7 separate regions of the Mus musculus genome follow, and regions 1, 2, 4, 5, 6 and 7 are each linked to region 3. Evidence: chromatin contacts called from public HiChIP or PLAC-seq and promoter capture Hi-C data. All regions are on one chromosome and are shown on one strand. The core of a region is the stretch at or near the end of the contact, and the rest is flanking DNA. Distances in the headings are between cores, read along the strand shown. Region 1 holds the start of Wsb2 (WD repeat and SOCS box-containing 2). Region 2 overlaps Rfc5 (replication factor C (activator 1) 5). Region 3 holds the start of Hspb8 (heat shock protein 8). Region 4 holds the start of Taok3 (TAO kinase 3). Region 5 overlaps Gm42011 (a long non-coding RNA gene). Region 6 holds the start of Pebp1 (phosphatidylethanolamine binding protein 1). Region 7 holds the start of Vsig10 (V-set and immunoglobulin domain containing 10).

Region 1 (3,398 bases), core at 381-2,880, 930 kb before region 3:
CGACGCCCTCTTCTGGCCCCCTCAGGCACTGCACGCAGCACGTGGTGCAGACAAACTGGCAGTTAAAACGCCCACACAGAAAAATTCTTCCGTCTCCAAAACATTCCTATAATTTTTGTTTCATGGCATAAATTAAACTTGAAATATTTTAGATACGTTATCCTTTTTAATTTCAACTGTTGCCTTTTTTTAATGTGTCTACGTTTAAATTACATATTGCTATTATATTACTCTGGGCCAGCAAGGACCCAGAGGGTGCCCGGCACATACCAGATAATAAATATTTGTTGAATGAATAAATTAATTGTAACCACCGTTCTACTGTTTTCTACTGTAATCCTTTTACAATAGACATTATTCAGTTTGAAAAGAGAGTAAAACTCTGGCCTAGTGTCTGGCCTTTTTAACAGTAGCTTGGTAGCTCCCAACAGCTCTGCCCACCGCCTACCACACAGACGTCAATCACTAGGGAAAAACTCTGCACTGGAAAAGATTCCGGTTTAAAAAAAAAGTGTGTGTGTGGGGGGGGGGAGGTGGTCTGGTCACAGATTGCTTTGAGATACAACTTTGAGGCATCAATGGAAACGAAAACGGAAGCTATAAAAAGAGTCACAGAAGAAAACAGTAGGGGCCATTTAAACAGAATTCTATAGGGAAGATACTGAAAGGTTTTAATCTAGATGGAAACCCGGGAGAGGAGCTGCCGCGACACCTTTCCCTGAAAGCCTGGCTCCTGCAAACAAAGAAATGTCATTTCCTAAATGCAAAGGGGACACCACCCCAGGGAACACCTGCCTTTCCAACAACCCCATCCGGCCCTGCCAGCCCTCTGGTGCATCCGAGTCCTCCAGACCTGGGTGAAGCTTCAACTTCACCGGAACAAGTCTGAGCCCTAGGCCTTGACTCTTAAAATCCCCCTACGGAATCTGTCTTTCAGCTCCGGTATTTGGGGACCCTGGAGTGTGGCGACAGCCCCCTCCCCCAGGTCCCCAACCCACGCTACTATTCCGTGATCAGGACGCTGGGACAAGAGCCCTCCAGGGAGAAGCCCCGAGGGGCTGCAGGTCTAGCCATCCCTAGCATCTCTGCGCTTTTCCAGGCGGCCAGCAAGTTCATCCCGTGCTCTCACTTTGAGCTTTCGTGGTGACAGCTGTGGACCTCACCCACTAGGGTGTCGGGACCTACGTGTCACCCCGGGGCAGTGTCCGGGGCCCCACCCCGTTCCCAGGCACCCACCCAGCGGCCGCAGCTACTACCGAGCCGCGATGGGCGCTGAGGCCAGAAGCCCGGCCATGGCGCAGGCGACCCGGGGACTCTGGAGCCATCCCAGTCCAGTGGGCTCGCTCAGGGACGGCGGCCGGTCCCCGCGGTGGCAGGAGGCCGGCTGCCGCAGCTGACAGCGAAAGTGAAACAAAGCTGCCCTCCCCGCCTCGGTCGCCGCCCCGCCGCGGCCGCACTCACCTCCGGCCTCCATGAGGACGCGCGGCCCGCCCCAGGCGGCGGGCGCCTCAGCCCCCAGGGCCGTGGGCCTTCATTCCGCGCCCGCCCCGCCGCGGCCGCGCCCGCCGCCGCCACCACCGCCGCCAATGCCGCCGCCGCTGCCGCCCGCAGAGGCCATCAGCTGCTTCCCGTCACATGGCGGCCGGCGGGGGCGGGGCCGGGGCCGGGGCGGAGAGCTCGCAGGGGAAACGCTGGGGATGCGGGGGCGGAGGCGGAGTGGGCGGCGGGCGCGGGACGCGGAGCTTCGAGGGGGACGCCGAGCTGTGGGGACGGAGGCGGGAGGCGGGGGGCGGGGAGCGGGGGGGGGGAGGGAACGCCGGACTAAAGGGACGCGGAGCCCGGAGGAAGCGGGGCTAAGGGGACCCGAGGTGGGGGGGAACACTGGGCAGAGCAGACAGAGAAGGGGGCAGGGGAGCCCCGGGCAGGATGGGGTTGGGGGTCTCCGAGAGCATCCAAAGTGGAAACCTAAAATTGGAGCGAGTAGAGATGGGGGTGGGGCGGGCAAGGGCTGGGGGTGTCGTGGAGAAACCTAAGGGACTGCTCGCTCGCTCGAGGCTCAGGGAAGCTGCCCGGGTCATGATGCTGGCTGGGGGGCAGGGAACTGGGGATCCCAGCGGGAGCTGAAATGCTGGCCTTGACAACGGCCCCAGCGGGAGGGATGCTGGGAAAGCCAAGGGGGAGGAACTAAGGGGAGAGGAGGTCAAGGTTAACCCCCACACACCCCGAGATTTCCCTCTTCGTGTCCTCAGATGCTAGTGCCTCGGGTCCTGGTCCTGTTTGTGTCGGGTGGATTTAACTTGGAGCCAGGGTAGGAGAAAAGGGGTTTTAAGTAGTTCCTGTAGTTGTTCCTTGGCTTTGGACTTTCTCATGGGCTCTGTAATCCCCTGGTAGTGTCCTGTCACCACCCCACCCACCACCCACACTCAAGGTCGCTCCAGTCCCTTTTCCTGTTTCCAGCCTGGACTTTTTTTTCTCCAAGTTCAATGTCCCCATTTCCTTCCCTTTTGAGTCATAGATCTCTTTGTAATGTGGAGCCAGGGAAGGAAAAGTGATGGGTTTAAGTCTGCTCTCCCATGTTTTTTGAGCTGGAACGGTAGGAACCTTGCTTCTACATTCTTGCTTTGTATGCGTCTCTCTTCCACTTAGCGTTTAGTCCAGGCACACTATTCATGACCCAGTTCTCAGGTCTCCTAGAAGATACCCGCGGTTTATCAGTTGTCTGTTTTGAGGACACACACACACACACACACACACACACGTTTTCTACCTCCCTGTCCCCTTTCTCGTTCTTCATTCTTACTTAACAGCCTCCCTTAACACACTCGATATCTAAAGGCATTTTTTTTTAATGGCTTGTTCCTCACCCTTACTCAGCCCCGGGGTTCCCGTTTTATTTCTGATGTCCTTCCTGATCGCCTTAGATCCCAATTCTATTCTCCAGACTTAACTTTCCACTATTTCCCAGTTCTTTTTAACGTGTCATGTTTCCCCCATCTCTACCATTTTCTCATCAGTGTTCTTTGTGAATATATTGTGGAGGCCAACGGTATTGTCCCTAGTATGTCACCACTAGGGGTGTGTGTGTACATGTGTGTGTGTGTGTGTATACATGTGTGCATACTTGTGTGGGAGGGGTGGTTTTGCCTGCACATACTTTCCAGGTCTCCAAAGAAAACAGAAGAGGACATGGGATTCCCTGGAACTGATGGACAAATGATGTGAGCGGTCCTGTGGGCAATGGAAATTGAGCTCAGTCCTCTGCAGAGCTGCCAGCGCTATCACCGAGCCATCCATCCCTCCAGCTCCTCCTTCCTGTGCTTCATTTCCCAAATGCCATTTCCTGCTGTCTTTAGGGTCTCATTTTTAATGGTTTGGTTTGTTTCTATTTTAAGGCACTG
Region 2 (3,943 bases), core at 204-2,703, 960 kb before region 3:
TGTGGAGCCGGGAGGAGGCACAGCTTTGGGATAGCTACAGAGTGTGACATCTTTGCCTCAGAGCAGAAACGGGAAGACAGTGACTGACCCTTAATCTTGAGCAGTTCTGAATGGCTCTGTCCAAAATCTTTGTAATATCTGTAACTGATAGGGTTAGTGGAAATGAGCCCGTGGAGGCTGTACTGTACATTTCATTCTCATTACAAGCTTCCCACACCAGGGATTGAACCCAGGGCCTTGCGCATGGGAGACATGTGGTCTACCACTGGGCTGTCTCCACTGAGCTTATTTCTGGGGTCCGTACCCAGGACTGATGCATCCTAGACATTCAGCAGACTCCAGCCTCTAAGTCACATTCTAAGATGCATCCCACAAAGGGGAAAAGATGTGTTCCTGCAAACTCGACAGTCTCCAGGAAGCTGCCTTTAAGTTCCTGCTTCCTGCTTCATTTCAGGGCTCAGTCTCAGCATAGGCAGAACCTGAGAATCACCCGAGATGATTCAGAGTGGGGAGGGGATGCCAGCCTTCGGAAGCTTTTGTCTCCCAGCCGCCACCTCCAAATGGAGAGGCTCTCAGGTCCCCAGTACTGTGAGCCTGTGTGGAATCTGTTGCTTAAGTTTGTCCTCAAAACTGGGTAACATGAGCTTTCTGGTTAGTGTATAGCTGTCACCCACTGTGGACAATGCTGACTTATTCATGTTCTATGACCACTGGGGATGGGGCCATGTATGTTTGTGGGGTCTTTATTGGTGGCATAGGAGATGGAACACTTCCTGAGCTGCCCCCAGCACGTGTGTGATAAAGAGCAGTGGCGCCCACACCACGATCAGCTCATCCGTCTCATGATCTGTATGCATGGGTCTGAGGGATGCTTGGGCTTGTCAGAAGTCGTGTGTGTGTGTGTGTGTGTGTGTGTGTGTGTGTGTATGTGTGTGTATGTGTGTGTGTGTGTGCGGCCCGCCCGCCCGCAAGGTAATCTCACTCATTTGATTCTGTTTTTCCCTCAGTTGACTTTCCATCTTCAGTTCGGATACACTTATTGACCAAAATGGCAGACATCGAGTGAGTGTGTTCCCAGTTTCAGTTCTTTGGCTGTCCCCTCTTCTTTGGCTGTCCCCTCTCCTGTTGTAAGCTCTTTAGTTTCAGCTTGTGTGCCATTCACACAAGTAGTGGGGTAGTGCCAACTGCACTGTGGAGCAGGCTGTGTGAGGATGATGAGCGCAGAGCGGTCCCTGCCTGAGCTGAGCTCCTGGCTCTCCTCACACCGGGCATGCAGGTCGTCTGGAGATGGCCAGCTACTCCACTTATTAAGGCAATGTGACATACAGGAGCCCAGTGGAGAAAAACAAACAGACTCAATTTTTCACTTTGCCCAGCTCAGTAAACACTGTCATTACTCCCCAGCGATTCTGGCAGCTGTCATTAAGTGGACAGCACACTGGGCTCCAACCAAATACTAGTATCACAAGCTCCAATAGGCTGTCACTTGCTCATGCAGGCAAAGTAGGTCATTTCCTATCACTGTGTTGGGAGTGACAAGTGACAAGATGAGCTGCTGGTGTCCTGCTTTACTGCCCTTCAGTGAACCTGCAGCTCTCTGCTGCAGTGCCACAGCCGAGGGGAATCTGCAGAGTTCCTTGTAGCAGTTCCTAAGCCTCCATCCTGTGCACCCTGCCCTGTCTGTCTGTAGAGGGCCGAGTGCAACTCAGAACCTGCTGGTGCTGGGTTTCTAATCCGGCCTCGGCAGCTTCAACCAAGAGAATGTTGGGGAGAAGAACGTTGGAGGACACAGACGGCAGTGCTAACCAGGGTGGGTCTGTCCGCTCCAGTGCCTCCATGGCAGGCCATAGCAGCTCCCACATTCTCACCCTTATAGGCAGGGCCTGGGTGCTTTATACTCAACTTGGGTTTGTTATTCCCAGGTACAGACTTTCTGTTGGCACCAGTGAGAAGATACAGCTGAGCTCCCTCATCGCCGCTTTTCAAGTCACCAGAGACCTGATAGTTGCAGAGGCCTAGAAGCTCTGAGGCCTGGCCCCTGGGTGACTGGAGGACAGAGGACATGCTGCCCTGGGCCACTGGATAAACCCAGTCACAGAAGTCTCTCTGCAGGCATTTAGGTACTGCTCTCTGTGGCTGTTTGGAGCAGGGATGGACAGGGCAACTTTAATCCATAATGATCGACACTGCTTGTCTTTATAGGGGAAACTACCCTGTCCCGTGGTGAGGGCTGCTTCAAAGTCTTTACTATCAGTCACTGGGATGACAAATTGGCTGCAGCTGAGTTGCGTCCTGTCTTCCAACTCTAAATGGGTGCTAGTAGGTTTCTAATCAAATATTTTATTACAAAATTTCAAAATCAGTCTTTTGCCCAAAGTGCTGACATGCCTATAACCTCAGGACCCAGGAGGCTGAGGCAGAATTGCCAGGCAGCTGCAGGTCAGCCTAGTGAGACAGACTCTGTCTCAGGAACAATGCAGTGGCCTTTCCCACTTTTAGAAGGCTTGCCAGCAGGTTCCAAATTCTATTGTGAAAATAGGAAAGAAACTACAACAGTTTGCCTTCAGACTGCACACCTCACTTGTTGGGGGGAATGGGGCACTGCAGACGTTCCTGCCGCACTGCTGGGCTGTGTTTTTACCAAGTCCTTCACAGGAAGAATAAAGCGTGTGTTCAGAGTTTAACCGTGCTGGGCTGTCTACCTGCATGTCTGTGTCACACTGTGTCACAGGGAACTCCTTAGAGACTATTCCTTCTAGGCCTTCAGACTGTTGTTACCTTGGGACCAGACTTCCCTTGGGCCGGATGAGGGGCACTGGAGGGCACCCGGTGCACCATGGGTAAAATGCATCTCAGGGAGGTGCTTTCAGTGTGTGCTGTCAAAGGGAGAAACTGACTTTCTTGTCCATGGAGAGCTTGCTCCCAAGTTTCAAGCTGAGTGAAGGCAGCATCCCAGCCATGTGGAAGAGTTGCCACCAGTGTCCTGCTTTCCATTTTAAAAAAAATTTTTCCCCTGAGACAGGGTTTCTCTGTAGCCCTGGTTGTCCTGGAACTCACTCTGTAGACCAGGCTGGCCTCAAACCCAGAAATCCGCCTGCCTCTGCCTCCCAAGTGCTGGGATTAAAGGCGTGCGCCATCACTGCCCAGCTACTGCACTCCTTTTATGTTTGGTTTAAACGTTTTGTTTTGCTTCTTAATGAGAGAGAGAAAAAAAGAACAGAGACAGGTTTTTTTTTTCTTTTTTTCTCTTTTCTCCCTTCAATGAAAGCCTCATTTTGCATTGTTCTTCAAATAGAGGAGACTCCTCTATGCATACACTGTACAATGTTAACACTGCCTCCATAAAGCATCAATTAAGAAAGGCCAAAGAATAAGATGTTGAGTTTCTTTTAAAATAATTTAAAATATATTAACTTTCTAAGGCAGATTTTGTGTGAGGCGTCTTGAATAGGTAGCTGCTACCGCTGTCAAAGAACGGTGCTTGGAAGGGGCTGTCTGTTTTGGGCAGTTGAACTGGAGGGTACATCCCATGAGGTCAAGCAGCAGAGACAAACACATGTGACAGACAGCACAAGCCAGTGATGTCAGCACTGACTCCACACGACTTAGACTTGGCTCCACAACTGGGCCACTTAAGAACTCTGGTTCTTCGAGACAATTGAGAAAACACAGTTGTACCTTACTATCTGCTGAGAAAATACAAATAAATATGCTGATAAATGGCCATCTGACCGTCATGCACCGAGGAACGCCTCCTCGTATGATCTGAATACTCGCTTGTTACTTCCTACACATGCAACCACTGTTTACAGGAAACAAAAGCCGGCACTAGTGTATGGTGAGGAGCTCAGCCCAGTCCACGCGCAGCTGAGCAGGGAACCAAACACCAGAGTTCCTCTGACCACAACGGAGGAACTTCAAACCATGCAGCCGCTGGCTGGAA
Region 3 (3,680 bases), core at 191-2,690:
GTTCCAGGGCACGGCTGTTCTGTGTACAGGGGTTCGCTGAAATGGATAGCATTTGGGACTAGGCAGATGTTCAAGCTTCACCCCACTGTGTCATGTTTTTATTTATGAACCCATGGCGACAAATGATTTTACAGAAGGAGGAGGATTAGAGGTGCAGCTAGCTCTGTGCTGAAATTCTTTCCAGAATGTATAAGGCAGTCAATGAAAAAAAAAAAAGTTTTCTGATGACTTATGACCATTAACTCTCCTGCCGAATGGGACAGTCATACAGTCCTGGAGCTTGTAGCTCTCAGTGCGCGGAAGAGGAGGGTTCCACCACCTGTTTATGAAGCACTTATGAGCAAACATTATGCAACCGATAAGTTGAAAGTTGAAAACTTAAAAGCACAGACTCCTCTCCGAAGTCTATGATGTCACGCATTCCTGACGACACGTCCCAGAGCAGGTTCCTCTCCTGCCCCATTCCACAGGTGGAAAACAGGCAGCTCAGACATGCCTTGGAGTTATATTGCCTCTGATAGAAACTCTTCCCTTGACCAAACTGCAGGCAGACTCCTCCTTGGAGGCCCAGGGGTGCATTCTCTTCACCCAGTTTTAACAAGAACAAGTCAGTTTAGACACAATCCCTATAATTCCATCACCCCCTGATCACCTCTTCCCATGCTTGATCAGTGGTTTTCAAAGCGAGAGCTGGCCACCCCAGTCTGTAGATATAGAGGACTCCAGTTAGATCAGTTTATCCAGAATTCCCTCTGGTCCCTGGATTCCCCCCTGGTCATTTCCCATCCATTGGCCCCCATTCTGCCTCCAGGCTGTAAATCCTCAGTGGCTCAGGCTGTGCTGGGAGTTGAACCCGATCTGTTTTCTCACCCCAAGACCTACCTATCCCAATAGACTCTGACTGACAACGTCCCTCTTTTCATAACTTAAACTGCCGTTTTTTAAAATTTCGTTCTCAGAAGTCTGAGGCTGTAAGACTTGGGCCATACTGTAAGTGGGGATTCCTTGTACTTCTTGATCCAATGAGGGGCTGTCTCTCTTCTGCGAGTCCCTAGAGTAGGAGGCAAGACAGAACATGCACTGAAGATGGTATTTCCAGAGTGTGACCTGAGCCCTCAGCCAGGCGGAGGGTTATTAATAGTCTGGCTTTAGTGCCCTGCGGGGCACGGGTGGATGGAGTGGACGCTGCTGGAGGCAGAGGGAGGGCGGGGGCGGAGCGGAGCAGGAGGAGGAGGAGAGAGTGCCTGAGAGGCTGGCTGGACCCGGACGCCACGGCCCCTCCCAGCTCCCCACCCGCTCCCAGAGCCCAGTTGTTCTCTCAGCGGATTCTCAGGGACTGGTTCATCACCTTTGAATACTCCTGTGACAGGAGGCGCTTGCAAAACCCGCCCCCAGCCCCCAGCAGCAAATAAATAGAAGGCTCCCAGCCCAGAAGCCAGGAGAAGTTTCTAGGCTCGCGAGTCCCCGAGCTTTATTAAACTCCTGGCTGTGCTCAAGACCTCAGCAGGCTTTGGCTGGGAGCCGGGGCAGCCTGGGAGGAAGGCAGCCGGTGGCTTACTGATAGCCAAGCGAGAGAGAGAGGCCCTCTGGGATTCTGCTGGGCCCGCTTAGGGAGGGGGTCACCTTTGTAAGCCAGGACCCCAGCTCAATTCTGGGCAGCCAGCGGATGGTTGGGCTCGTGGCTGAAGGAAGATCAGCATTTTCTGAAGTGGAGAACTAAATTCTGAAAGCCATCTCAAGCCACATCACCTTGCTGTGTGACCTTTGGGTAGGTGGCTCTGTCTCTCTGAGCCTCTGTTTCCCCCTCTAAGTTCGACCAACATCATGGCTGACGGGCAATTGCCTTTCCCGTGCTCCTACCCAAGCCGCCTGCGCCGAGACCCCTTTCGGGACTCACCGCTCTCCTCCCGCCTTCTGGACGATGGCTTTGGCATGGACCCTTTTCCAGACGACTTGACAGCCCCTTGGCCAGAGTGGGCTTTGCCTCGGCTCTCCTCTGCCTGGCCTGGAACCCTAAGGTCTGGCATGGTACCCCGAGGGCCTCCAGCCACAGCTAGGTTTGGAGTGCCCGCTGAGGGCAGGAGTCCCCCACCCTTCCCTGGGGAGCCTTGGAAAGTGTGTGTCAACGTGCACAGCTTCAAGCCGGAAGAGCTGATGGTAAAGACCAAGGATGGATACGTGGAAGTTTCAGGTGAGTCGGGGCGGGCAGGGTCCTGCTTGTGTGTGTGAGTGTGTGTGTATGAGTGAGTGTGTGTGTGTGTTGTGTGCTCGCATGTGCGCCATCACAGGTTCAGCCCAGAAAGAACTTCAGTAGAAGGGACCTGTGACAGACCACATGGCACAGGTGATCTCAGGGCTCAAGAATGCAACCCACAATGTTACCTTCAGAGACAAGTGTTTCTCAGTGGGCAACAGAATGAGTTTGGATATGACGTAGTAGCTGGGGTCCTCAGGACCCTGTGCCCCACCCGAGAGCTGGCAGAAGCCAGGCTAGACATTTTGAAATAGATAATTTAATATAAAGAATAAATGGATGCACCTAGGACTTCTGGAGACATGGGGAGAGGGGTTAGCACACTGACTCGCCGTGCGATCACTAGACAAGGAGACTAAAGTTGGATGGTAATGTCTGCAGTATGGCTCCTATCCTCGGCGAAGAGCTGTCTGCCAGGCGATATGCTGAACCACGACTTCAGCATCACATAGCACTTGTGTTAGTACAACCATACAACCAGAGGACAGGGTTTGTGTGTCCACATCTCCCTTTTGTACTTTAGGAAACGGAGGAACATAGAGGATTAGCATAATTTGTATTTGTTCAAGGTAGCAAAGGGTTCAAACCCAGGAAGGATATATATATATATATATATATATATATATATGTGTGTGTGTGTGTGTGTGTGTGTGTGTGTGTTATATGTAATATATATGTGTGTGTAATATATATGTAATATATATATATATATACATACATATATATATATATATATATATATATATATATATATATATATATATATATGTATATATATATTTCCTCTGGCCCTTCACCCCATGGCTGTCTACTCCCCTTCTTGCAGCTGAGGAGGCCTAGTTCCAGGACATACAGTGAGTCAGCAGAAAGGCCAGAGCAGAGCCTAGGCCTGGTCCCAGCAGCACTAGGCCCAGGGCTTTCCTTACCCCATTGCACTCTGGGAGAAAGAACACATACACAGGGGAAAAAAGACCGAGGGGACAGGAAGCTTGGCCCCTGGTAAGCTGGGCCTAGGCAAAGCTTTCCTCTGCCTCCCTCCCAATTAACAGGCCATTAAAAAGAGCTTGTTCTTGGCAGAGGCTTGTCAGCCAGAAAAATCAATAACAGCCCCGCTGTAAGCACTGGCTGGTCAGGGACAAGCCCCTGCAGTGAGCGAGGCTGTGTTCTAAAGCCGCTTGGAGTAGAATTGTAAACATCAAACGCTCTGAGTGTGGGTGTGGTGGGGCAAGCAGGCACTTAGCTCAGGGGGCGTGCTGATGTGGGTGTGGGCTCCCAGCACTGGCTGGCTGGCTGGCTGGCGAGCCAACACTGGTTCTGCCACTAGCTAACCAACAGGAAGGCTAATTATTTCTTCAGCGACCTTACTCTTTTTCTGGGCCTCCTGGGGTCCCCATGGGACCTCAGGAAGGATGGTGGTAGCCCCCAA
Region 4 (3,420 bases), core at 636-3,135, 700 kb before region 3:
CCCAGAGGGGGTTGGGGCCATGTCAGTATATGCTGGCACTGGGGTCAAGGTCTTTTCACTTGCATCAGAGTAGAAGGCTAGCCTGCCCCTGCCCCCTTCTTTTGCCTCAGCTCTGTTGGGGCCTTGAGAGAGACCTACAGTGTCTGCTTTGAATACACATGTCTGGCCCTTCAGCTTGCCTAGAAAGCACCATTCATTTACTGGCCCCAGCAACTGTTTTGAAAGATTGAGGGTGACCTTCCAACCGTGTCTAACACATCAAAGTTAAACAGCCCTAACTACAAACCTGCTCTGGTTCTCCTATGTGTGCATTGTAAACACTGATAGAGCCGGGCTGCCAAATGGGAAAAAGTTTCTTAACTCTTTGTGGAGCGGAAATAAAAAGCCTAAACTGAAACAAACAAACAAACACAATCCGGTGCTTTAAGAGCATTAAAATTAACATCCTAATTAATTCAAGGCTCTTCTAAATTATCCCTCCCTCCAACTACTTGGGGGCCGGTGAATGGGGAGCAAACCCCTCTAGTTTTGCCCCAGATGTGTCATCAAGGAACCTCGAGGTCGAACTTTAGGGAAGAGTTGGGAAGCCAGCCTGCTGTTTAGAAGAAAGAGGTGAGACGCTGGTCTAATCTCTACAAATCGTCTAGCTAGCCCTTGGCCAGCCCTTAGGATCTATGTCTTTCACTCCCGGGCCCATCACATGATCCCCCTTCCAGCATCCCGGAACTCAACCCTCAGGGGGAGACCTCGGGTTCTTTGCAGTGGAGCAGCATCGGTGTCGTCCAGGTGTCAGCATTGCTGCTGTGCCCACTCAATGCCACCCGGGCTCAGGCTGCCGGTGTTTTTCCCTAGGTGCCTGGCTGTGAGGCCAGAAAAACCATGTTCACGCTGCGCAAGCTCTTCTCTGGTACTTCACTCACCGGCTCTCCTTGGACTCTCAGTGCTGTCTGTCCCTACTCTGGGTCCCTCAGCCCACACCCTTTTGGGGACCCCTCCCTTCACTCGGCTGCCCTAAGCCTTCCTGAGGTCCTCTTTACACTCATCGCAAGAGCATAGTTTCAGAACTACTGCCCTCGCCTCCCCAAAAGTCTCCTTTGCTTATTTTCCTGTCTCGGTCTCTCTAGGGTCCCCTTCTTTCATCCCGCTGCCTGAGTTCTCTCAAGTCAACCTGCTCAGTCTGCAGTCCCAATCCCTCTGAGTGTCCCTCCCTGGGTCCCGTCTGCTTTTCCCACCGGCCCATCAGGGGCGGATCTCCTCGCTCACTCACTCCGTCGTCGCAAGTCCCTCCGGGGTTCTTTCGCTTATCCCACGGCCAGAGTCCCTCTTCAAGTCGCCTCGTTAATCCCATTGCCCTGTCCTGTCTTGGGGTCCCCTTGCTCTCCCGCGGTATTTCTCGGTCCCCTCCTCATCCTGATGTCCCCATCTCTCTCCGGGTCCCCTCGCTCACACGCAGTCCCTCTCAGAGTTCACTCCTCACCCCTGTCCCCATCCTGGTCCTCTCACTCTTCGCGATCCCTCTCGGGGTCCGCTCCTCACTCTCCGTCCCGGTCCTTCCCAGTCCCCCCCCCCCCTCTCCCCGGCGCACTGGCAGAACCGCTAACAACTCCGCTCCCGGGATGCTCGCGGCCGCTGCGCCGAGGACTCGGGATGTCACTCGGGTGCCCGCGCTCTCACCTCAGCGCTGTCACCCGCGGCCCCGGCGCCGCCGCCTCCTCTCACTCGTGCCCAGAGTCGCTCTCGTGCTGGGTCTTCGCGTGCTGGGTCCCCACGCGCAGCCTCCGCCCGCGAGTCCCCGTCGCGCCCCACTCTCCACGCAGGACCCTAGCTGCCGCCGCTGCTGCTGTCCGAGGTGCGGCTCCGCCAGGGGTGACCAATCGCACCCGACTGCGCAGAGCGCGCCCCGCCCCCACTCGACCCCGCCCTCGACTCCGCCCACAGCCATGCTTTGATAGGTTCTCTACTGACCTTCCCTGATCGCCGCTCTCGGGGTCCAGGCCGTATATAGGCGCTCGATTGACCTTGCCTGGGAAGTCCGAGCGGTCGATGGATCCAGGGGATTGGCGGAGCTGGTGGTGGGCGGGTCCAGGTGGGCGGGGCTTTCCCAAACGCGGAAGCTCTCTTAACTTGGGTTAGCTATGGCCCCTTCGGGCGCGGTCAGCTCTGTTTGTGCTGCGCCAGGGTCAAAGTTCTTGGCTCTCTTTCCCCACGCCTTGTCTTGTCTTGTCGGACCACCGTGGATAAGATCGTGGGGCCAGTCGGATCTTTCTCTGGACCTTTCACAGCTCCTGGCCATCCTTAAGGGATGCTTTCCTCCTGGGGCTTGTAAATTATTTTCCAGCTCTCAGGAAGGGGAATGCGTTTTCTTGCTTTGCGTTCAGTGACCCTACGTTTACTGCTGGAGAGAGGGGGAAAAAATCTGTGGACCCAGCTAAATGCTTACTTACCAGGGTCTGGGCACATTTTAAAATGAGTGCGATGTGAATACCAGTACTCTGTAGGCAGAAGCTGGAAGATCGCCTCAAGTTTGAACCCAGCCTGGGGTATCTAGCTAGATCTTTTCTCAGAAGCTAAGAAAGAAAGAAAGGAAGAAAGAAGAAAGAAAGAAAGAAAGAAAGAAAGAAAGAAAGAAAGAAAGGAAGGAAAAAGAGGAAAGAAAGAAAGAAAGAAAGAAAGGAAGGACGAAAAGAAAAGAGAGGAAAGAAAGAAAGAAAAGTGAAAAAAGAAATACACATTTTGTGAGTTTTGATTACCACAGTTAATGGAGGAGTTGGGGTAGGGGGACCCCGTTGGCTTTGGCAAAATTCCAGCAAGCGTATCTAACTAAATCTTTCAGGGCCACGGGCTTTAATGAACCAAAGGCGGAAGGTTGATTGAGCTTTGACCCCCCAAGTGCAACCTGCAATAACCTGCCTGGCTCCATCCTAAGCCACGCGGAAACATAGTGCCTGCCAGAGGTTAAAGTGCACCAGGACCTGTCTCATGTTTTTTGTGTGGAAATAGCTGTGTTGTTTTCAGTTGATGGTGGAAGCTCAAAGCAGTTTTTCTGCAGGGACACATTTTCACCCTAAGCCTTATCAGACGTGGACACTCAACTCCTGGTCAACGCTCTACTACAAAAAAATATTTAGTTTCTATTTATCTGAGATTGGGTCTCACCTAGGATGGCTTACTGGCCTAGAACTCTCAGTGTGGACAGGTTGGCCTTGGGCTCATAGGGATCTGCCTTCCCCTGCCTCTGGCTGCAATGAAAGGTGGGTCCCAACACGCTGGCCTTTTTTTTTTTTTTTTAAAGTACTGGATATTGATCCTAGAGATTCAAACATGTCAAAAAACTGATCGCTCACTCGCTCTCTCTCTGGTATTTCCCCAGCAAAATTTACATCCTAAACATTGCATATCAAACTTCATCTGGGTAGTCTG
Region 5 (3,417 bases), core at 390-2,889, 670 kb before region 3:
GAGGTCTGACCTCTGACCTGCTGGTACACCATGACTTGTATCAACTCTCCAATAGCCAATTAACTTTGAAAACAACGTGGCCAGTACGGAGGAACCACACCTTGACCTCTGACCTTAACATAGACACACACACACACACACACACAAAGATGGTCACTTCCTGTCATTATGAAACTGCCTTGTTAACTAAAGAGTTATAAGCACGCACTACCATTTGTGGTTTGTGCTAGTGTCTCATTAGAGTCTAAGGAGACTTTGTACACATTTCCTATAGTAGTGTGAGCTCTCTAAGAGTGTGAAAGAAGGCAGAACTAACTATCTTCCTTACTCTCCCTGACATTTCCCCCTCTCCCCCAGTGGCAAATCCTATCAATGTTACTTTGAAAGAGCCATTTATTTACATGGAGAGTTCTAGGATTGAGGCAGGCAGTTCTGTTCTTGCGGTGGTAAGTTTTGTGTGCCTTTTTTTTTTTTTTTAAGTCGGGGAGGTGAACTTTCTGGAATTAAACTGGGATTCAACAGCAGCAAAACCCAAGGATCTAAATAGCCTCCTAGAGAAGCAGGAAGCTGTGGACCTCGCTCTGTTACTGTAAGTCCAGCTATGTGGTTTTACTGTATTCTCGTGCACAGTGTAAGCTCCCAGTAAAATTTACGAGCATCTCGGCTTCTTCAGTCTTCAGAGACAAGCTGAGATCTTTCTCTCTCTGTGAGGTTTTAGCCAATAATTACTCTGAATTTTGTTCTTTATTGCTCCAGTGTTTGGGGAGCCAGTATTGTTTTTTCTGTTGATTGTATACTTCATTGTATTCTTCCCTTGGGTGTTTGGAAGATGGAGACTGGAGTGGCCCCCTTTCCAGTGCTAGTTGGTGTGTGTGTGTGTGTGTGTGTGTGTGTGTGCATGCCCACACACACACACGCACATACATGCAATTGCACACGAGCATACTTGCATATGGATAACCATGTGGGCACACATGCACGTGTGTGGAGGCCAGAGGCTAGCATTGGGTGTGTTCCTCAGTGGGCTCCCCTACCTTATTTTTGCCAGTCTCTAGCGAAACCCTGGAAGCCCACTGATTTGGCTAAACTGGCTGTCCAGCGGGTTCCAGGGATCCTGTTCCCCCCCCCCTCCACCCCCTGTCCCAGTCCCCTCGGTGCTGGGATTACGCTCAGCTTTTTGCATAGGTGCTGGGAGTCGGCTCCTCACGCTCTGGCTTTGCAGGAAGCACTTTCCCCTCTGAGCCATCTCTCCAGCCGGCAAGCTGAGCTCTGAATCTGCTTTCACCTCTGATACACCAATATTGAGAGCAAATGCAGCAAGTGGGGGACACTCATTTGCTCAGGTCACAGTCCTGCTGGCTAGGCTCCCTGATCGATCACGTGAAGCACCCCTCAGGAAGACAGTCTGAGAAGGCAGGAATGGCGAAGTCACCATTCTTCTCAGGTCACACTCTATGCAACAGGCAACACGAGAGCCATTGGAGGGGAATGTTGCCAGGTCCACCCTCTTTCTGCCGCCCTTATCATCTCCATGGAGGAAAGAGGTGGCCAGGAATCACGAAGCTGGTTTCTAAAACCGTGCAGAGAGCCAGGCATCCTGATACTCCCTGATGTCATCGCCTCCGATTGCTTTGCCCGCCCTCCTGTGGCGACACTTGCAGGAGAATGGAAGGACTTAGCCGTTCTTACTGCCTTGCTTCAGACTCTGTTCAGTTCCACCCAGTGCCCTGCATAGGCTGCCGGTCTTGGGGCAGAAGCGGGGAAGCCCCTGCTCTCCGTGTTAGACTCCAGCCAGGCTCCAGGATTGCCGAGGGTGATAAGCACCTTTCTGCTCTTTGAGCATGGGCTGGATGGAATGAAAACGCCTCGAGGGACCGCTCACTCTGAACACATCATTGCCATCGGGAATGCAACTGCTTTAGGATGCTGTCCAGAAGAGAGGGTTCCCCCCCCCCCTTCTAGTAACTGGTTACTAAGACCATGTAAATGTGTTTATTTAAGAAGCTCGCTGGGCAAGAAAAAAGACGGCACAGGTGTCAGATCTCAACCCCTTTCTGTCTTCGAGTTGCGGGATCCTCCGAAAGATACCAACCTATAAAATAACAAATGCCACCTTACTCCTAGAGAAGGGCATAACTACAAGCCGGAAGGTTTACTCCTTGGTTTCTCAGAGGAGACTCAGGAAGGGTCATCTGTTTCTCACTAGGGCGGCAGTGACCTGATCTATCTGCAACCTCTCCCAACGCTCCAGGTAGACAAGGGGTTAAAGTGGGTAGGTGACAAAGCCTGCTTAAAGCAGTGTTGTGGGTCCCCAGGACTCAGCAATGTAGCAGGACGCCACAGGCAGAAGCGGCCACTGGTTAGCAAGCCCCTGTATGCGATGGCATATCTATCACCTGTGTTCTGCTCGTGTTTTCCTCCTTTGACTGACAGGTTTGGCTTCTGTAAGCCTTTCTTCTCTGTGCACACCCATCCTCACGGTGCTGCTTAGGGTTTCACGTCACCTCGACACAAGCCGGGGTCATCTGGGGAAGAGAAACATCACCTGAGAAGATGTCTCTGTCAGGCTGGTCTCTGGGCACGTCCGTCTGTGGGGTGTTTTCTGGATTAATGATCGACGAGGGCCCAGCTCCCTGTGGGTGTTGCCATCCCTGGGCAGGTGGGCCTGGGTGGTAAAAGAAAGACTGAGCAAACCCGTGTCCAGTAGGCCTCGATCTCCCATGGCCTTTACTGCAGTTCCTGCCTTGACTTCCCTCAGTGACAGACCGTGTGTGATCACACTGTGTAAGCCAACTGAAGCCCTTTCCCCTCAAGCTGCTTTTGGCTTATGTGTTTCATCGCAGCAACAGAAAACTGCTGTGAATTCGAATGTGAAAAGTGAAAAGCGCCATGCTTTTCACCAGGCGCTCACCTAATAGAAGGTGCTCAATGGGCAGGTTTCCCTTAAAAGTGTAAGCCAAATCTGCCTTACAGCGCATGCGCCCCAATCCAGGCTCGCCCTGAACAGCACACTGTAGGATGTTTGTGGTCAGGAGGGGAGTCAGTAAGGGTGGCTAGGGAGCCCTGTGTCAGTGTGACCACAGTAGCTTTGTTTGGAGAGGGCTCTGCGTGCCACTTGATGCTGGTGGGGCCCCAGCTTGCTAAGCCCACAGCTGGCTCAGGGTGTGTGTGAACACACGGCTCAAGCCACATGATGTCCAGATGACCGAGCTCTCCGCCCATGTTCACCTGCCTCAGGCTGAACACAGTGACTGTCCCACAACTGGTTGACCTCCAACCAACATGCTGGGGGCATTTTCTGGTTTTAGCAGTGAATGCCCGACTCTATTACTTATTTCTGACTTCTATCAAATGGAGATAAGCGTCGAGGGCAGCCATGTTCTCAGAGCTGATTTACCACGGGGAGAGTGGGGTTTG
Region 6 (3,744 bases), core at 851-3,350, 860 kb before region 3:
ACTCCAGAAGAGGGAGTCAGATCTTGTTGCGGATGGTTGTGAGCCACCATGTGGTTGCTGGGATTTGAACTCCGGACCTTTGGAAGAGCAGTCGGGTGCTCTTACCTGCTGAGCCATCTCACCAGCCCTGTTTTTGTTTTTTAAGATTTATTTATTTATTATATGTGAGTACACTGTAGCTGTCTTCAGACACTCCAGAAGATGGCGCCAGATCTTGTTACAGATGGTTGTGAGACACCATGTGGTTGCCGGGAATTGAACTCAGGACCTTCGGAAGAGCAGTCTGTGCTCTTAAACGCTGAGCCATCTCTCCAGCCCCGAGTTTTGTTTTTTTTTTAAAATTTATTTATTATTATACATAAGTACGCTGTAGTTGTCTTCAGATGCACCAGAAGAGGTCGTCAGATCTCATCATGGGCGGTTGAACTCAGGACCTTTAGAAGAGCAATCAGTGCTCTTACCTGCTGAGCCATCTCAGCAGCCCCCAGTATTTTTGTTTTAGTCAGATTCTCAACCCTGTAACAAATACCTGGGAAAACAAAGTTATAGAGGTTCGAAGTTTGAAACACTTAGGCCCATGTTCTTGGTGGCTAGGGGAGGGGAATCCCAAAATTAGGGACCTGGGGAGGAATCCCACCCTTTAGAATACTCAACAGGTGGGGAACTTCGGCTATTGATTGACAGGGGTACTTTCTGGATGGAGTCCATTTGATCCATGAGATGTAGATCTGAGTGGGTTTCCTGGAGCTTACAAGAGTCCTGAGGTCCATCCCTGGCACCACGTGGTACAACAGAAGGAGACGTGGACTCTCACATTTTTTCTCTGACCTCTATACTTGGACCTGTTGCAGGCATGTCCAGTATCTTCCCCCAACCCCCCACATATAATTAATAAATAAGTGAAAAAAATCAGTGAGAGCTGGGTGTGGTGGCACAGGTCTTTAACCCCTGCACTCAGGATGCAGAGGCAGACAGAGCTCTGAGTTGGAGACCAGCCTGGTCAACAGAGCGAATTCCAGGACAGCCAAGCCTACAGAGAAACCCTGTCTCAACAATAACAATAACAACAACACCCCAAACCAGCAAACAAACAAATCCGGGATCATATCGTCCCTGAAGGGTAGAGTATTCTATTAGCTACCACACTGTAAAAACCTAGTTTCATACATTTCTGACTACTTCCAGTCTTGGGAGGCTGCTGGTATCTAACTGCAAAGTTGGCGATGGCCGGTCCAGCTTTGCTTACCCTCAGTCTGGTCCTGTCAATCACACTTTCAATATCTCTTTCAGGACCCCTAGGATGATCTGGGAACCCCCCAGGAGATACCCACATTCTGAAGCTAACGACTGGCAACCTGAATTCCACTTTGTCTTGTAAAGTCACACTGTCTGTAAAAGGTCTTGTTCCAGCCCTTCAGGATCTCAGCAGTTGCTACTTGAAGGCACCGTGAAGATGGGGCTTGTAGTCTATCAACATTCACTCTTAGGAGGCAGAGTTGTCATTGAAGCCTCAACCAAGATCCAGCCATTCCTCTCAACCATGTGCGTGCAATTCTGCCCAAATTTACAGGCACAACATTTGGAAGGTTAAATGATGAGAGTTTCCGGTGTGGGCATTTAGGCGGCGATGGAAGGCCATCATCTGTGCAGAACTTGCAGAACTGCTGCTATGGAGTCACCTGCACTCCGCGGTTAAGCCCAACCAACACACTGATTGATTCCCGGGAGGTTGAATTTCGTTGGCATTTAAAGAACTTTTAAAACAACAACAAAAGATAACGCAGGGAAGAAACCTGGCTCGTTTGAAGAAGTGCTAGGGAGAAAGCATGGCCTTATCTCCGGGAACTGCGAAATGGGGCAGAGAGTCCTTCAAATGCAAAGGAGAAGCCGCAACATTAATCTGCACCACAGCCATGCACGCACTGGCCTGCAGGCACAACCCGCGAAGTTTCGCAGTGACCCTGGCGCTCGGACCGCCCAGCTCCGGCTCAGCCAATCAGAGAGCGAAGGGGCGTGACCCGACCTGCGGTTGGTCCCGGGGCGGCAGTCAACTGCGCAAGCGCTTTACGTTAACAGCGCTCGGGACTCGGCGTGCGCGTGCCTTCCAACTCTCCATCGCCATGGCCGCCGACATCAGCCAGTGGGCCGGGCCCTTGTGCTTGCAGGAGGTGGACGAGCCGCCCCAGCACGCCCTGCGGGTCGACTACGCCGGGGTGACGGTGGACGAGCTGGGCAAAGTGCTAACGCCCACCCAGGTACGGTGTGGGCCCGCCGCCGGGGAGACCGGGGGACAGCGGGGCGGAGCAGGCCTCGAGCTCAGCCTTTGTATACCGGACGGGAGCGTCACCCGACAGCCGAAAGCCTCTTCTGTAACCTTCTAATGTCCCGAGCTTGCAATCACCTCCTCAGGGAGCAGCCCGCACTTTATTAATGATTCCGGGGCCAGCGCTTTCTCATTAACCTGTGTTGCTCCTGGGGGTGGCGGTGGGGGTGGGATGCTGACGCTCAAGAGCGGTTCCAAGCTCAGAGAAACTGGGTCTAACCGTTCTCTTTATATATTTAGAGCGCAGGGTTTGAGATGGTGACTTGGAAGGTTTCCATTCGGAGCCCTGGCCGGTCTCCCTTGTCCCAAACTTTGTACGTGTCCTTGGCCGCTCTCGTTTTCCGAGGGCGGATTACTCCTCAGCTGGCCCCAAGCGGACCGTTGGCCACCATATTTAAAGGCGTTAGGTAGCTCGGGACCCTCAGTGAGGTTGTGGAGGAGGACCCGTTGCCACCGTCGGACTTCCTTGTCTCACCACTTTCTGTTAATAACGTGGGCAAGTGTTTGTCGAGGCTGGCTTGGTGTGTGTGTTACATGTAGGGTCTCACTCAGTTGTGGCCCTGGCGGGCCTTGAACTCACAGAGATCTGCCTGCTTCTGCCTCTCCAGTGCTGGGATTAAAGGCGTGCACCACATCTGGTTTTGTTTTGTTTAATTAAAATTTTTTTTTAGACTCCTGGCTCTTTAAGATTGGTTTTGTGTTTTTAATTATGTGCGAGTGTGTGGCTGTGTGTGTGAGAGAGCAGGGAGCTGTGGAGGTCAGAAGAGGCATCAGGTCCCCTGGAGCTGGAGTTGCACCCCCCCACCCCCCCCCCACAGGAGTGCCAGGAAATGTCTACCCTTTGCAAGAGTTCTTGGAACCCAGCATTCTCTCCAGCTCCAAGCTTCAGGCTTTTAGTAGCGGCCATACTTAGGAATTACCACTAATCTGCATGGGTGAAACTGCTATAAACTATTTTTTTTTTTGTCTCGGTAGTAAAAGAAAGGAATAAAAATAATAACCCTCATGTTTTACCTTTTGGGAATATAAGGTGGCAGAGTGTTGAGTTTTGAGAGCATTTCTAGATTTTTACCCCCACACTGGTTCCTTCCTACAGGTTATGAACAGGCCCAGCAGCATTTCATGGGACGGCCTTGATCCTGGGAAACTCTACACCCTGGTCCTCACAGACCCCGATGCTCCCAGCAGGAAGGATCCCAAATTCAGGCCAGTTGGGGAAAAGATGGGGAGAGGCTATCTATCATCCGGACACGGAAGTCCCTGCTGGACAGGGATGCGTGGACCTCCTGGGGTTACAGTCATTTTGTAGTGGTGGGGAGAAAGTCCTGGGCCTCGTGCAGCACAGGCTGAGACCCCCTGAGCCACAACCTCAGCCCCCCTCCCCCCGGAACAGGGTCTCTTGGTGTGAGGCCCTCATGCTT
Region 7 (3,773 bases), core at 1,203-3,702, 900 kb before region 3:
TGGTTATCAATTGGTGATGTCTGTCATGGACAAGGAGAGGGTGGCCCCGAAGATATGCCAATTCCAATACACACTGGTCCAATACGTGCCACATCAGGCTCCATGTGTTTCCTTAGTGATGTGGGATAGTCACTGTCTCGAGTGCATTGGGTCAGAAGGATTTACTTGGATCTGAGACACTGGACAGGGCGAGACAATATAGCCTAGCAACAGGGTCAAGGTGTTTGCCACCAAACCTGATCCCTGGAACCCACACGGTGGGAAGAGAGAACCCCCAGAGATGTCATTGAGCGCCACACACACCATGGTACATACATACACCACACACAGAGATAAGTTGAAATGTAATTTTAAAAAATTAAACACAGAGTACCATTTGTGCCAGCTTGACACCCTTGTCCAGGGGACCCTTTGTTGTGGCCCCAACCTTAGAGTCACATTATGCAATATGGAAGAGATACACACTCTCAGGGAGAGGGGAAAGGGAGGAGAGACAATGTGGTGCACCTCATGCGGCTTGAGCGTTCCTCTACCAGGCTACATCTCCAGCCCTGCGATGACCAATCTTGATGCTATCTGTCCTCATTTACATGGCTTGGTAATCCCCAGACAGGAATCTCTTCCCAGTAACTCCCCCCAAGCACAGCCCGGAGCACACAACCAGGTGACAAGCTGAAGCACGGATGACAATGTAGTTGAGTCAGAAGAAAAGACACCTGTCCCACCTTTCCACTTGAAAAATGAGAGTGACATATGAATGTCCAGCAATGCCCCTGGGCACCTAGCACACAGGGAAAGCAGACCTGGAGATCTGGGCCTCAAAATGACTGAACAGAAAGTCAGGGCTGGTGGCTCAGGCTTAGAGCCCCAGCAGCAGGGAAGCTGGGGTGACAGTGTGAGACTATGACTCAAGCAAGGAACCAGGACTTCTGGAGGGAGCTTTCCAACACTCTAAAAGCAAGTTCATCTAGCACTCTCTTACTTATACTCAAGCTCATTCAGGCTCCAGCAAACTGAGAACACAGGGGAAGAAGACCGAAAGTGACCCCTTAACTCCCAACCAATGGCTTACAACAGAAGGGTCACTAAGTCGAATGCCAAGCAAGGCGGTCAGGTACCATTCTTTGACTGGAGTTGGTGGTGTGGCTAAGAGCCGAGGACTGCCTGGGACACGTGCATCATCAGCAAGAAATTTTTAAAATCCATGGCCCAAAAAGACCGGGGGGATAACACAGCAAGAAAAAAGTGGAACAAATTTGGGGTCACATGTCCCACATAACACAGGCCACGGCCCAGTCTCTAGTGGGACAGCCTGTGTTGTCAAACTTTCAAATGTTTTCCTCCCACATAGTCAAGCAAACCTAGGTTACGGGAAATGGTACTGATTTTTACACGTAAACAAGTTATAAAAGCAAAATAGCTAAGTGAATTCGAAGCGCATAATAGTTAAGAACTATTGCCCCTTGCTGCCAGGGAGCTCAGAGATGACTGAAAAGCTTACTTCCTAAACGTACAAGGCTAGCAGGTGGGTGGGGTGGGTTTGGAAATTACCCACACCTCCTGGGTTTGTTTTCCCCCACCCCAACCCCATATCGAAATGTTCCTACACTGTAGGAATTCGCGAGCGAGTTAAACTCAAACATCCTTTTCTAATCTATATGTTTTGCTAAGCACACTCCCCCCCCCGCACGCGCGCGCGCGCGCCTCTTCCCACCCCCCAACCCAAACCCCCTCGCGCGGTACTTTTCTGCAACAACGCTAGGTAGATGAGCTACAATAAGACCATTCGCCACCTATATCTCGTAGCGGGGGGGGGCGGGGGTGGGGGGGGTAATCTTTGGTCAAGTCTGAAATGACTTCAAAAGAAAAAGTAAGAGGAGAAGAGAAAAGGAATGGAAGAGGAAAAAGGCGCGGCTTGGAACGCACGGGTCGGCTCAGGTAAACTCACTCCGGGAGGGCGTAAGGAAGCAACTCCGTAATTTACAGGTGTAAGGCCGGGTCAATCTGGGAAGCGGGGAGACAGTGAGATGGACACAAATGGAAGCTTACAGCGAGGTGCGCCGATGCGGCGGGCAAAGCCAGAACACGGAGTTAACAACGAAAAGGGAAGGGGTGGGGGATCGCTTTCCCCTCCACGTGCCCCTCGGTGGGTCCTGCCGCACGTTTATTGCGGGGGCTTTAGGGTCCCCGGGTTGGGGGTGGCAAGTCCCTTACCTGCGGAGCCCTGGCGGGCCAGCAGCGCCCCGAGGCACAGCAGGACGCGGAGTCCGGCCATGGCTCCAGAGATCTACTCCTGGGAAAGCGCGCAGCTCGGGGTGCACGGGGCTCCTAGGACTCCCCGGCCAGCGGCGAGGGGCTCCCCGGCTAGGATGCTCCCGCCGAACCCCGACGATCGCCTCTGGGGCACGCGCCCCGCCCCTGCGCCCAGCCCGCCCGACTGGCGGAAAACAACAGCCGCTGGCCCCCTCCCGCCTCTCCGGCAACTTCCTCCACCTTGACCGGGAGGAGGGCCTTGTGCGACGATCTCAGTCCCGCGGGGCCTGGGAGGTAGCGGCCGTGAGCGCTGGCCCGCCGCTGCGGGACGCACTCCCCGGCCTTGCACTGAGCGCGGGCTGCCGGGCACCCGGCTACGTCCCAGCCCTGCGGCTCTATCGCGCTTGTCATCTGGGTTCTCCGGTGCAGGGGCGGGCCACAGCGCCGCCATCGCTCAGAGCCCAGGGAAAGATGATCCCGCGACCGTCCGGCCAAAAGCAACCACGAGACTCGGGTTCTCGAATGAACTTGGGTCGAGACCACACGAGAAGAGCGAGTTTCGTTTTCAGGTGCTCCCACAGCAGACCCTCTTGGTCTCCCCAACCCCCATCCTGGCAGAGCCCCGGAGCGCCACATTTCCGGGCTCAGCTTTCTGGCATCCCGATTCTGTGTCCTGGTGGACACCGCCACAGCTGGGCCCTCGGGAGGATCTGCCCTTGAAAGGGCTCAGAGAGAAAACTTCGTGTTCAAAACAAGGATGTAGTCATCGCTGTGGAATCTTCACTGTGGGCTCTGGGAGGTGGGCGTCCCTCGGCTCAAGTTCTCCGAGTCTTTTTGTGAGTTTATAAAATATTGGGACGGCTAAGGATGACATTCAGGGGTATAGCGCCTGAGCCCAGCCCTGGATTCTATCTCCAGCACCGCCAAACCAAAGTAAAATATGGAGAAAAGGCTAAAATGGAAATTGGAAAAAAAAAAAAAAAAAAAAAAAGAAATCACAGAAAACCTCACTGTCCTAAGGTAAGGTTTCCTAGAGAGAACTGCCTTGATTCCATAAACACGAGGGAGTTTATTCGGATCGAGCCCTGCCTCCTTAGGGCCACGCACCTAGTTGTCACCTAGGCTATATTAAATAAATGAATGTGCATGGTAGTTTGACACAGCATTTGACTCAGTCTTCTACCTTTGAGGCAGTCCTCCTGCCTCAACTTTCCACATGCTGGGATCAGAGGTACAACCATGCCACTCTGGCTATCTTAAGTTAGTTGGTTTTGATGATACTTGAGCGCTCCAGACCAACTTTCTAGTCCTAAGTCAACAAGCTGATCGTAGAAAGCATCGTGGCTAAGACTCTGGAATGTTCTGGAACCTTGATGGTGCACAGAGAGGGAAATTTCATGGAGCAGGCCCAGGGCACTTGCTGAGTTAACCACAGAGTTCCTGCAACCCTTAGACCAGAGACACCATTCAGTCCCTTTTTACTCAGCTGGAGTTGCCAAGATGAGTTTGTTATAGGGAAA

The links. Promoter capture Hi-C pulls out the DNA fragments that hold promoters and counts their contacts. HiChIP or PLAC-seq counts read pairs in DNA pulled down with a chosen protein or histone mark.
Region 1: a promoter capture Hi-C map of liver shows a contact between it and region 3. The contact joins the promoter of Wsb2 here to the promoter of Hspb8 in region 3. A contact is called at or near these places in 1 of 39 promoter capture datasets (liver), 1 of 484 Hi-C or Micro-C datasets (reprogramming fibroblasts), 2 of 115 datasets of contacts at active chromatin or transcription factors (embryonic stem cells and large pre-B cells) and 1 of 9 other capture datasets (embryonic stem cells).
Region 2: a promoter capture Hi-C map of liver shows a contact between it and region 3, with 2.9 times the contacts expected there. The contact joins the enhancer-like site here to the promoter of Hspb8 in region 3. A contact is called at or near these places in 4 of 39 promoter capture datasets (hippocampal neurons, liver and stem cell-derived epiblast-like cells), 1 of 115 datasets of contacts at active chromatin or transcription factors (large pre-B cells) and 1 of 9 other capture datasets (embryonic stem cells).
Region 4: a contact with region 3 is called in an H3K4me3 HiChIP or PLAC-seq map of embryonic stem cells, with 3 times the contacts expected there. The contact joins the promoter of Taok3 here to the promoter of Hspb8 in region 3. A contact is called at or near these places in 1 of 39 promoter capture datasets (hippocampal neurons), 1 of 15 datasets of contacts at CTCF or cohesin (large pre-B cells), 1 of 484 Hi-C or Micro-C datasets (liver) and 7 of 115 datasets of contacts at active chromatin or transcription factors (astrocytes, a beta-TC-6 cell line, embryonic stem cells and 2 more).
Region 5: an H3K4me3 HiChIP or PLAC-seq map of forebrain shows a contact between it and region 3, with 4 times the contacts expected there. The contact joins the enhancer-like site here to the promoter of Hspb8 in region 3. A contact is called at or near these places in 4 of 39 promoter capture datasets (the 3T3-L1 cell line, hippocampal neurons and trophoblast stem cells) and 5 of 115 datasets of contacts at active chromatin or transcription factors (astrocytes, embryonic basal ganglia, embryonic stem cells and 2 more).
Region 6: a promoter capture Hi-C map of liver shows a contact between it and region 3, with 3 times the contacts expected there. The contact joins the promoter of Pebp1 here to the promoter of Hspb8 in region 3. A contact is called at or near these places in 5 of 39 promoter capture datasets (the 3T3-L1 cell line, cranial neural crest, liver and 1 more) and 1 of 115 datasets of contacts at active chromatin or transcription factors (large pre-B cells).
Region 7: a promoter capture Hi-C map of trophoblast stem cells shows a contact between it and region 3, with 4 times the contacts expected there. The contact joins the promoter of Vsig10 here to the promoter of Hspb8 in region 3. A contact is called at or near these places in 7 of 39 promoter capture datasets (the 3T3-L1 cell line, the SN4741 cell line, cranial neural crest and 4 more).

The regions. Positions count from the first base shown.
Region 1 is chr5:117,355,537-117,358,934 of GRCm38.p6, reverse strand. It overlaps Wsb2 (WD repeat and SOCS box-containing 2), which reads right to left and starts at 1,630. Exons shown (of 9, transcript NM_021539.5): 1 at 1,462-1,630. The coding sequence starts at 1,474. Gm42012 (a long non-coding RNA gene) reads left to right here and starts at 2,075. Exons shown (of 2, transcript XR_878716.2): 1 at 2,075-2,308; 2 at 3,162-3,398.
Region 2 is chr5:117,377,886-117,381,828 of GRCm38.p6, reverse strand. Rfc5 (replication factor C (activator 1) 5) reads left to right here. Exons shown (of 11, transcript NM_028128.1): 10 at 1,008-1,062; 11 at 1,923-2,684. The coding sequence ends at 2,019. It overlaps Wsb2 (WD repeat and SOCS box-containing 2), which reads right to left. Exons shown (of 9, transcript NM_021539.5): 9 at 3,240-3,943. Among named protein-coding and RNA genes, the nearest start is that of Rfc5, 9.2 kb to the left of the region's middle. Within about 2 kb of position 1,453, at least 22 of the 459 cell types and tissues checked have an H3K27ac peak or open chromatin away from gene starts, as enhancers often do. A contact at or near this core is called in liver, where this site is marked.
Region 3 is chr5:116,420,624-116,424,303 of GRCm38.p6, reverse strand. Hspb8 (heat shock protein 8) reads left to right here and starts at 1,440. Exons shown (of 3, transcript NM_030704.3): 1 at 1,440-2,191. The coding sequence starts at 1,825. Gm42009 (a long non-coding RNA gene) reads right to left here and starts at 1,311. Exons shown (of 2, transcript XR_878709.3): 1 at 883-1,311.
Region 4 is chr5:117,118,594-117,122,013 of GRCm38.p6, reverse strand. It overlaps Taok3 (TAO kinase 3), which reads right to left and starts at 1,885. Exons shown (of 21, transcript NM_001199685.1): 1 at 1,675-1,885.
Region 5 is chr5:117,086,098-117,089,514 of GRCm38.p6, reverse strand. Gm42011 (a long non-coding RNA gene) reads right to left here. Exons shown (of 3, transcript XR_878715.2): 2 at 2,546-2,665; 3 at 1,987-2,092. Among named protein-coding and RNA genes, the nearest start is that of Gm42011, 12 kb to the right of the region's middle. Within about 2 kb of position 1,639, at least 18 of the 459 cell types and tissues checked have an H3K27ac peak or open chromatin away from gene starts, as enhancers often do. A contact at or near this core is called in forebrain and hippocampal neurons, where this site is marked.
Region 6 is chr5:117,285,920-117,289,663 of GRCm38.p6, reverse strand. Pebp1 (phosphatidylethanolamine binding protein 1) reads left to right here and starts at 2,100. Exons shown (of 4, transcript NM_018858.2): 1 at 2,100-2,255; 2 at 3,420-3,529. The coding sequence starts at 2,121.
Region 7 is chr5:117,317,945-117,321,717 of GRCm38.p6, reverse strand. Vsig10 (V-set and immunoglobulin domain containing 10) reads right to left here and starts at 2,452. Exons shown (of 10, transcript NM_001033311.3): 1 at 2,215-2,452. The coding sequence starts at 2,275.